Linked DNA regions of Mus musculus: all the other regions are linked to region 1. A link is a contact called in public HiCAR-type and HiChIP or PLAC-seq data. All regions are on one chromosome and are shown on one strand. The core of a region is the stretch at or near the end of the contact, and the rest is flanking DNA. Distances in the headings are between cores, read along the strand shown. Region 1 holds the start of Sostdc1 (sclerostin domain containing 1). Region 2 holds the start of Ankmy2 (ankyrin repeat and MYND domain containing 2). Region 3 overlaps Crppa (CDP-L-ribitol pyrophosphorylase A).

Evidence for each region. HiCAR-type assays count read pairs that join an accessible place to other places. HiChIP or PLAC-seq counts read pairs in DNA pulled down with a chosen protein or histone mark.
Region 2: a contact with region 1 is called in an H3K4me3 HiChIP or PLAC-seq map of embryonic stem cells, with 6 times the contacts expected there. The contact joins the promoter of Ankmy2 here to the promoter of Sostdc1 in region 1. A contact is called at or near these places in 3 of 484 Hi-C or Micro-C datasets (centrocytes, embryonic stem cells and epidermal suprabasal cells), 2 of 115 datasets of contacts at active chromatin or transcription factors (the 230-238 cell line and embryonic stem cells) and 1 of 9 other capture datasets (liver).
Region 3: a contact with region 1 is called in a HiCAR-type map of kidney, with 32 times the contacts expected there. The contact joins the enhancer-like site here to the promoter of Sostdc1 in region 1. A contact is called at or near these places in 3 of 39 promoter capture datasets (the 3T3-L1 cell line, hematopoietic stem and progenitor cells and liver), 3 of 484 Hi-C or Micro-C datasets (cortical neurons and epidermal suprabasal cells) and 2 of 115 datasets of contacts at active chromatin or transcription factors (embryonic stem cells and kidney).

Annotation. Positions count from the first base shown.
Region 1 is chr12:36,312,347-36,315,820 of GRCm38.p6, forward strand. Sostdc1 (sclerostin domain containing 1) reads left to right here and starts at 1,823. Exons shown (of 2, transcript NM_025312.3): 1 at 1,823-2,152. The coding sequence starts at 1,948.
Region 2 is chr12:36,155,582-36,159,278 of GRCm38.p6, forward strand. It overlaps Ankmy2 (ankyrin repeat and MYND domain containing 2), which reads left to right and starts at 1,543. Exons shown (of 10, transcript NM_146033.3): 1 at 1,543-1,842. The coding sequence starts at 1,776. It overlaps Bzw2 (basic leucine zipper and W2 domains 2), which reads right to left and starts at 1,244. Exons shown (of 12, transcript NM_025840.3): 1 at 1,087-1,244.
Region 3 is chr12:36,475,062-36,478,592 of GRCm38.p6, forward strand. It overlaps Crppa (CDP-L-ribitol pyrophosphorylase A), which reads left to right. Exons shown (of 10, transcript NM_178629.6): 5 at 1,639-1,684. Among named protein-coding and RNA genes, the nearest start is that of Crppa, 95 kb to the left of the region's middle. Within about 2 kb of position 1,595, at least 20 of the 459 cell types and tissues checked have an H3K27ac peak or open chromatin away from gene starts, as enhancers often do. A contact at or near this core is called in kidney, where this site is marked.

The DNA of each region.
Region 1 (3,474 bases), core at 573-3,072:
ATTTTTAAGATATGTAAGAGTAAACAGAATATATCATGCTCTGCCAGCCCTCAACCCATGTGAGTTTACAACACCACAATCCTAACTACCCCCCACTGTATTATCTTGACACCTATTCCCGACACCATCTTGTTTTAACCCATGGATATTTTATATCTCTAAAGGATAAGCAGTCATACTTTCTAAAATAAAATCAAAGTACCCTGGGAAAAAAGAGAACACTTCTTATTTAATGCTTAGTCTTCTATTCTAGTCTTCTATTCGTATGCTTACTTTCTTTTTATAATAATAAGCAGAACATTGTTAGTTCTTAATCAGGGACGGTTTTGACACGCCGGGAGAAATTTGGCAGTAGCAGAATTTTTCCTTACAGCAGACAGCTACTGGGTAGAAGCCAAGGACAGTAGTAAAGATGCATAGAAGTGCCTATATAATAAGGAACTGCTGGTTCCAAAATGTCAGTAGGTGCCACTGTTGATATGTACAGTTAAGGAAGAAGGAAGGAGAGGTGGTGGTGGATAGCAGTTATAATGGACAAGAACTTATAAAGGAGAGAGATACAAAATACTAAGACATTTTTCTAACAGCCACACTGACCATTAAAATTGGATTTATCATTGAACAGGCAATTTGAAAGTTGTCCCAGTCAAGATGCTTAATAGATCCGATGAAACCTGCTTTTCTTTTAAAATCATTTCTTTATCTTAGGCTTCTATACTCATGCCACAGCACACATGTGAGGGCTAGAGGACAAAGTCCCAGAGGCCACTCTCCTTCTGTTATGTGGGTTCCGATGCTGAACTCAGGATTGCCAAGCTTGGCTGCAGGTGCCCTTCCATGCTGACTCATACTGCTAGACCCTTTGTTTTCAGAGTTAAAGAACCCATGGAGTAGCTCTGTCAGATGGAAATAAAGCAGCCCAGACGGTGACAGCACTTACTTAGGCAGCAGACTCAAAGGAAGTTACCAAAACCAATGTTTGACAAATACAAATATAACTCAGGACCTGCAGTATATGAACAATCTAGAAATATTTTGAATTGGTAAAGGGTAATAAATAGAAAATGGTTTTCTTTTGGGCAAGAGACATGCAGAATGCTAAACCTTGCTGACATATTTTAAGATGAAAACTGATATGAGTTAATTTAATTCAGACAGAGTTCTGCTCATTACACCCCCCAACCCCCCAACACACACACTCAGGACCGCTGGCAGTACCAGGACCGCTGGCAGTAATTTACCTAGCAGGACAGTTGCTCCTGCAGATCAAAGCAGCATTACTTAAGTGTGTCCAGAGGGCAGGTTTTAGCTCTGTGTCTTCCTCTTTATGAGAAAAGAGAGGGGAAAAAGGTTTTCTTCTTAAGAGACAAAACATATTTAACTAAATAGATCTTTTACTCAAGTCTGACACTACTCAAAAACTCATATGGCTTCTTCTAACTTTTGGGGAAGAAGCCCCTTCAGGCCCCAAATTTTCTTTAATCTGAGGGGAATAGAGAACAAAAGTGTGAAAAATAAAATAAACTCTGTCTCTTTATGTGAACAGCAACCTACTTTTCCTTCCATTAAACTTGACCATGAACCTAGGCTCCGGAGAGGACCTGGCTGAGGAGCAAGTGGTAGCAGTTGTGACAGGGCTGTGCCTTGCCTGCTTCAGCTCGTAGACCAGTAAAGCCCAACTCTGAAATCGCAGGCAATTTGTGTAGCAAGCCCCTCCTCTTCTGCAGCCCGTCTTCTCCATTGGTAAAATTCTTTTGCAGGGTCAAGTAGGGATCCCACCCCTTCTCTGTGTTTTCACTCCGAAGCCCTACACAACTTTACACCTGAATGAACGCCAAGCCTCTGGCTATATAAAGGGAACCTTGGGAAGGGATTCCACAGTCCACAGTGCAGAAGCAAGGGGGAAAGAATTAGCGGCTCCTCAGCCCAGCAAATCCTCCACTCATCATGCTTCCTCCTGCCATTCATCTCTCTCTCATTCCCCTGCTCTGCATCCTGATGAGAAACTGTTTGGCTTTTAAAAATGATGCCACAGAAATCCTTTATTCACATGTGGTTAAACCTGTCCCGGCACACCCCAGCAGCAACAGCACCCTGAATCAAGCCAGGAATGGAGGCAGGCATTTCAGTAGCACTGGACTGGATCGAAACAGTAAGTGTGTTTTACTTGTACAGATTTTTTTTTTCCTTTTGGGGAGCATCAGCTCCCACTCCTGTAGAATGCTTTTGCTGTAAACTAACGTGAACCATCTACGCTTTTGCAAAAACAATCTGGGAGCAATCTGGTGCATGTGTAGGCTGGCGTTCTTTCCTGGGTAGTGATTTTAGAGTTAATACAAATTAAGCCGGTGGCTTGATAATGCAAGCAGAGACATGGTTTATCCAGTGCCCACAGAAAAATGCATCGAGGTATTGAACTGCTGCTTTTTAAAAACTCTGCAAAAGGGAGACTTCTTTAAAGTGTGGTTCTGTGTGCAGTTTAAGTTCATGGCGTCTTACACTTTGCTAATTTCAGATCGTGCAGGAATCTGGTGAAGTGTCTAAAGGTAACTAACCGGAACTATGTATAGGGAATCACAATGGATGAAAGGAAGCTTTCAGGAAATATGGAATTGCTCACACAGATGTCTAAAATATGTCTAGTTTGGAGAGGTGTAAAGACTTGATGTCCACTGTTAAACGGGTCTATACTACAAAACGTTGGAGCATCATGGTTTTCCAAATTGTTCTTTATTCAACAGGTCAAATTGAGACAATTGTATGTTTCTGTGAAAGACTGGGTATATATTTGTAACAGGAGATTTTACATAATAGGATGCTAATGTTTGGCACAGGGAGTATTTCTTTACCCTTTTCTGTTTGCTTAATTGACATACACGTCAAGTGACTACTAGTTAGAGGGGTTCAAATTTCTTCCTCTAACTTTTGCTCTATTCTCTTCCTTTAAAAGATTTCTGTTAGTAAGGAATGTGAAGAAAGGCAGAGAAACAGTGTACAGGAAACCTTACACAAATCTCTGCCCCTCCACCTTAAACTCCATCCAACTGTGTAAAAGCGTTTTGACCTTTGAAAAGTCATACCGTATATGACTGGTCATATCCCACTAAGAAAACTGAAGTGTTTTCCTTGCATGTAGTTAATTTCAGAGCATAGGAAGTGTCTGTCTGAGCAGTACCAGGTTACTGAAAAGTGTGGTGGGTGTTCATTGTCAATGTGAGAAATGTCACCACAACAATGCCCAACCTTATACATGAGGAACAAAAAGCCAGGAGAGTCAAAATTATTGCTGGCTGTTTCCAGGTACATTCCTAAGGCAGCTGTAGGAAGGTGAGCTGGAATCAAAAGCAGGCAAGCCTAGCACATTGTCCAGCCAAACCGTTAACCCTTTCATCTCCGTCTCTAACTTTAGCTCCGTATGTACATACATATGCAGGCATATGCTGCACACTTCCTTTAGTCTATGAGCCTTAAAGT
Region 2 (3,697 bases), core at 293-2,792, 160 kb before region 1:
TCTGTGGGTCTCTGAAGTGCTAGTACGCGCTTTGAGCAAAACGAGGTAGAGGGGCCACAGGAAAAGGCATTTCACATCATTCTTGGCACCGTGGAATGAAAGAGCGATCCTGGGGCTACTTAATAAAAACCACCTACATGATTATTCAAGTATTTCTCCCTAGCACAATTGTGTTTTAACGGAAACATCAATACCAGTCTGTTGAGAAACAACAGCAAAACTAAACAGTCATTTCCGAAGAAGCAGTGATTGACGCTGTAGAACGCTACAGATAAGCATCTTGGAGGAATGATTGAATATTTTCTTAAGCGTACCTTGCATCGGAGGCACAGAAAGGTACACACGATATTCACCTCTTATCTACCTACGGTGGACGCTCCAGGAGCCACACCACAGTTGAATGAAGGCTGGATTAAGAAACTAATCTAAGGCTATATATAGACAGCAACACCAATTTAATCCCCGCCCTCTCCAGCCTACCCTCCCTAGTTCCATAAATCCCCAAACCTGAGTTATAAAGACAGGCAGCTCTCTCAGAGCAAAAAAGACCCCCACACCCCAACAAAGTATCAGAGCAGTTGTAAGTCGCTTCTAAATATCCTTAGCGAACACCACAGGTCCAGGTTCCATGGCTTCCACAGAGGGCAAGAAATGACAGACAAGTACTGGGGAGGGCTAGGTTTGCAAAAAGAAATTTACCTTCTCCGAGCCTCTCCCAGTGTCGCTGGTCATGGGGTGTTCCCCTCACCTCCCGGCAGTGGGCCTCCCCGGGGATCGCCACGCACGAGACCATGTGCACCCGCCACTTTCACCGCGTGGCCAGCTTACGGCCGGCCCGCGGTCCCCGGAGCTCTTGGGGCGGACAAACGTAGCGAGGTCTAGGTCTCGCTCGAGAGGCACTAATACACAGTACGTGCATGGATGATGGCGCGGCGCGGGGGCTCCTCTATGAAGAGGAAGGCAACCGCCCCAGGTGGCACATGCTTCCTCCACGCCAGCTCCAGCCCGCTGGGACCCCTTGGCTCGGAGGCGGTCACTGCTCGCTCAACTCTCAGGCTCCCGCCGCCCCACCTGATCACCTCTTACCTGTCCAAGGAGGGAGCGACGACGCGCGAGACTGGTGGCTGCGGCGGATCCTGCAGCAGCAGTGGCGGCGGCAGTGGCTGAGGCAGACAATGGAGGAGTGAAGGACAGACACATTGACACAGACACACAGAACCCGGTGTAGCTCCGCCTCCTGCCCCGGCCCCGCCCTATCCCCGCCCCTTGCCCGAACCGCGCCACTCTTAGGGGCAGTGCAGCCCGTCTAGCTGCATCCCAATGCCTCCGCACGTGCCCACAGAAGTCACTACCAGGCAGAGAACTTCTATCCTTAGAATCCAAGGAACCCTGTGTCCCTGTACTTCTTAATAGGTTATCATGGGAATAGGAAACCTAGAAGATGTATTGAATCCCCTTCCAAATGTCTCCTTTTGGTTTGGACCTCGTAGGTTGCTCCAATTGGAGTCGCTTGCTGCCTCTTGCAGCTCCTCCTCCCGACCTGGCCATTGAGGCGCGGGGGCGGGACTTGTGGAGAGCGCCAGCCCGGCTCGCTCAAGCTCGCCGCACCCGCCAGCCCCCAGCCGTGAGACCCTAGCGACTCTGCCACTTCACTGGGCTGCTGCTCCGGCCTCGAGTTGCCTTGCTGTGGCGGTCTTCCACGACGCATACACGTCTCTTGTTTTTTTAAAAAACCTTTCCAAAGAAATAGAATAAGCGTCAAGCTGGCGGGAACGATGGGTCACATAAAGAAAGGCGAGCTGACCCAGGAGGAAAAGGAACTGCTGGAAGTGATCGGGAAAGGTACGGGTGCAGGGTTGGTATCCGGGTGCTGCACACCTGGTCTCAGGGCATTGAGGAGCCTGGAGCGCGCCCTAGGCCCGGAGGACCTTGGGCAACTTGCAATCCGGAAAAAGCCTTTCTGTCTCTGTCTGGGGACCGATTGCAGGGGCGGGGAGATGGGAGGCAGAAAAATTGAGGCCATCAGATCTAGGTTGCCGAGCTTAGACCTCTAAATCAGCTTTTTGGAAATCGACCGACTGTCACTACACATCTTAGACAGTCACGCGTGGCCCTGGGCGCCTGTCTTTGCGTATGCATGCTTGCCAGCTCATTGGATGTTTTGACCGTAATCAGTCAAGACCGCAGTGGCCTGGTAGTTCTAGGCTCCAAGTCGGGTGTATAAAGGGCCCTTTCGACTTCCGGAGGCTTAAGGATCTGGATCCCTTGCAGATCCCCGCCCCTGCTGCGGGTGGAGGGAGCTTTCAGCAACAGGGGTTCTTTATAAGGGCACAGAACTCGCTCTGCATGTTCCGCCCTGAGCTTTCTGCATCAAGGCCTTCTGTGGCTGGCTTCCTGTAGCCCAGGTCGGCGCAGGCACCCACAGACACGACTGACCTTGGTCCGATGTTAGACCTCAAGTGATCTTGTTGAGCTCCTTGGTGCTTCCCAGTCCACTTTGTGGATTCGAGCCACGCCTCCTCTGTGCAGCTTGCAGGAAGGAAGCCAACTAGAAGCCATGTTTCCCCACCAGTCCCTGAGTGCATGTCCCAAATGAGTTCCTGGCCGCATCCCCGTTACCTGGCAGGTAACATCAGCGTGACCACGTGCACTGTCACTTTGCTGAGAAGAGGATGCGGTGCCTGTGGGCATGATTAATGTGGATGCTTTAAGTGAAAAAATTAAACATGTGCCCTCGAATGACAGAGAAGCCAGACATTGTAATACAGAGCTCCTGGGTTTACAGTTTTCTACTTAGCCAAACTCATCTAGAATCACAGATAGGAAGACAAATGTATTCTTCCTAACAAGGACTGTCCACGTGTCTAAAGAGTATGAGAAGAGAAAACAATGGTTTGAACTCAGCAGGCGACTAGGAACTGATCTCACTTCTAAATCAGTCATGATTCTCACGGTAATCAATATTTGCTGGAAATCTCAGAGCTCTGGGTTGGATTTTTATTCTATGAACTGCATGGCTGTCAATGAGTTCTGGCTTTCATGCCGTCTCTAGGTTAGTTTCTTGCTCCCTTTAGTGGGTCTGGGATTTAGGTTAGTGAACTGGAGCCCCGGCTGTGTGCCTGTTGTACCAATCAAAATTAAGAGAGGACAGCTTTCAACCCATAATCCACCAGGGATAGGAATTCTGGTTTTAAACAAGCCAATGCTATCACATGTTCACTTGAAAGTGAAAACCCATTGGCAGCTGGAGAAAATATGTGTGTGAAAGGAGAAGTATGAATTCTTGGATGGATTTATTCTAAGGTTGTATCAAGCATAATTAGTGTGCTTATTACTTGTATTTCTTGGGCCACCTCATCCTCTAGGTTTGTGAGAGTACAGGTGCTGGCTTTCATTGGTTTAATCCCCTAAGCCTATGAACAAAGATACAAGGTGGATTTACTTAGTGATACATTCTTGTCATGTTCAGGATTTTGGATCGTTATTGCTCTCAGAAAATACTGGCAGATAGGAGAAGATCAGCCAACATTGACATTTTGAAGACATGGCATGTCCTCATCCATTTAATCTAGAAGAGCTAACGTTGGGTGTTTGTTTATTTTGTTTTCTCTGAATTGTAGTATGACGTATCATGGAATGGTCATTAACTGTGTGTCTGAATTAGGTGTGTGTGTGCGCGTGCGTGCGTGTGTGTGTG
Region 3 (3,531 bases), core at 345-2,844, 160 kb after region 1:
AATGTCCAGTATTAATATTAACTTGAACCTAGATTGTAGTTTACCACTCAATGCAGGAGGAAGTAAATCAATAGCTACGTATACTCTTGAGTTCTGACTGGAGTTTAATCTATACAACAGACAATGGCTATACAAATTATTTTCTTATTTAAGTTGCAAATATAAGTTAGTTTGCAATTCAGGTATATAGTTAACCTGAAATTAAGAAATAGTTCAAAACTAGGTTTATTCCGTTTCACAGGAAGTTCTTGACGAAGGGGGCATGTCCAGAGGTCAAAGGTTCCACTGGGCCCTGCCGTTGCTCTGCTCCTAGCAGAGTGAAGGGCATCTAGATCACTTTATAACCCTTTCTGTAAACACTTATTGGAATCAGATACATCACAGTTGGGAAATCCATAGACTGAGCATGTTCTTGTTTCATAGACCGCAGAAATGGACTGTGGAGAGTAACTGCAGTGCCAAGGGTCACAGAGAACAGTGAGTTGTACTTTCTGTACAGCTGGCAGAGTAATGGCATCTTTGTTTTTAATAGATCAGTAAATTGGTCCAGTAGACTTCCATCTGTCTTTCTGTGTTTGCTGTTACTGCAGTGAAAAAAAGAGTATGGCATCATCAAACCTGCCTGCTAGGGTAAAGCCTGGCAGGGGAATTTACTTTATACATGTGCCCTGGTCTACTTGAGCTAAGCAAGATCATGGCAGAGATCATTTAGAGAAAACAAAACAAAACCAACCTGACAGTCTGGAAAGGGACTAGTTAGGTGAACATTTTACATGACAAAGTTGAGGCCACTGACATTGTTAATTAACTGGGCATTTGAGAGATGTGCCCATCGAACCTTATTGTACCGACTTGATACTATTTTATTGTTCACTGTGTGTTCTAGTTCCATGGTATAAATCAGTAATTTGCAGGTGTTCTGCATCTGAACTTACTGGATGGCCCTTGGGAAGGATCTGCCATAGACCGGATATGCATACTGTGGAAGGTTACCTTACAACAAGCAGGGTGCAATTATGAGCAAGCTGTTTGCTATTAAGGAAAGTGCATCATTGTCCTTAGGTGCACTGTGGTACCCTATAGATTCTTTTTATAGAGGCTGTGCTTTAAGAAAAATTTCACAAGGTGCAACCAACCCGTTTTACAATGACCTTCAGAATTCCGAAGTCCCTTTAGATGTAAATTGGTCTTTGAGAATTTCAGCTTAGAATGGAGCTGGTCATCTTTTGCTATTTGGAGACTCTCTTCCTCCCTCAGCCTCGCAGCCCTTCTTTCCTCCCTCTTTCTCCTTTCTTCCTTACCTCTTTCTTTTCCAGTGTGAAACCTTATACAACAGTGGTGTGCATACTTCTGTTTGAACCCTTATGCATTTCCTTTGACACCAGTTATAATAATCATATTTCAGTAACCACTGCTACGTGCTATCATAACTTAGTCAAAGATATAAGGCTTAGATCTTCATAATTTGTTGAAATTGGATTTGATTTAATGTGAACGTCTAATGGCTCTTTGGTTTGGAAATGGCTTGTGTGGTGTGTGCAGTTTCTCCCGAGGGAAGAATTCCCTTGGGGCTTTGTTTTACAGCTCTCACATTCCTGCCTGCTCTGTTGAGCCTAATGAGGTTTATCTGTCCTTTAGGTGACCTACAAACAAGACCTGTGTGCAGCTGAAGCCATGATTAAAGGTGTGTTCAACCTTGTGACTGTCAGCGCCTGAGCTTCAGATGTGAGGCCACTGAGGATTTCTAGAGACAGTTAAATCCCAGACATTTTAGGTGGACAGATGTTTGGCAGCCACGGAGATCTCTGATTTGTGTTTTGAAAATTGCATTTTATTTTGTTTCCTGCTTGTGAAACACCACTTATTATACCACATTGATTTTAATTTTCATAAAAGAAAGACTTCAGCCTATTAAGTATGGAGCATCAATCCTATCAGAAAGGGAACTATATATACTGATATTTCAATAAGCCTGGGAAGGTCCCTCCTGTTTAATGTATGGAAGGCTGTCCCTGGCCTCTGCACTATCCTGTCAGAGCATCAAGGAGTGCCTTCCATATAATAGTTTGTACAACTTAGAGAATTTGAAATGGATGACTTTTAAAACAAACAAACAAAAAAATCCAAAACAAACTTATTTTTCTGACAACGCCTGCATTATATATATATTTTTTTCAAGGAACATGACCGTGTATTTGGGAATAATGCTTGCTTTTCATCACTATATTGCCCTTAAGATGCCACATAGTGTATTTAACACCCAGCCAGTACTTACTAGTGTGCTGGGAATGTAATCAGCACACAGAAAGGGAATTCTCTCTGTGTTCTGCAGGCTCTATGGTTCCAGTCAGAGTTCTCAAGCTCAGCCGCATCCTGGATGTGTAGGAGATCCTTGGATCTCAGGAGGGTTTAGTGCGTTGTCTGGTAGTACCCAAAGCCACACACACCACTGAGGTGCCCCCTCAGTGCCACACTGCCCCCTCTCCTTTACACCATGTCTGTGGCCATGAAAATTATCTCATGAAACTGTCAAATGTCACAGGGGATAAAGTTGTCTCGGATTGAGAACTCCCTTTTAAACATCCGATTTTAGTAGTGAGACAAGGGGTGTTCCCTCTGTCCTCGGGACAACAGGAAGCTGGTGACTGTTCTTTTCCAAATTAGACTCTGAGCAAAATGATAACGCTCAAGTTTCGGGTGAGAAGTAAAGTTTTAAATTCAGTCTCTTGCTGGGGTGGGTAGCCCTTGACCCAGATGTGTAGCTTCCTTTTAGAGTTGTAGGCAAGCAGTTGGCTCGCATGTGGAAAGCTGAGCTCTCTGTAATTGTGAGACTGTGTTTTAGTTACCCTCAGATTTGTTTTCCTTCAAGAATATTTTGTTTCAAACAATTAATGTCATATAATTTGTGTTTCTGTGCTTGTAAATAGTTAATCTATAACCATAAATCAAAAAGTTGACATATATTTACGTATCAGCCAGGCAATGTATAAATATTTCTTTGTGAGCAGTTGGCAAAGTTGTGCTGTGGTTGTTTATGCTTTTAACATAAAGACGTAGAAAACTCAGTTTGATTGTACTTCTAAGGAAGCTGTGCATTGCTTAGGGAGAGGGGCAGTGTGAGCAGCAAGGAGATTACTGTCTCAACTACTGATTTTCCAGGTTGTAATACTTTCCCCACATATTATCAGAGCCAGCAGCCATGCAAAAACAAATATTTTAAGCTATTTGTTATCTTGTTTAGGTAACAGTTTCTAACGTGGTATTTTCAAGGTGTTCTAGTTTATTCTGAGTGAGCTTACATGACTAGGTTTAAGCAGTTGACTTAGTTGGAAACTAAATAATGAGCTTCCTTATTCTTTAAGGCATTTGTTTCTAGGACTTTAGAGGCGATTCTGATGTTACTGGGCCTACATAGGTCCACATTTCTGGGGCCTTCATACTCTCTAGGTAGCCAAGTCAGTAGTCATGTGATTTTTAGACACCCTGAGATTATAGTCATCAATCCCACTCCCATGTGAGTCAGAATGTGTT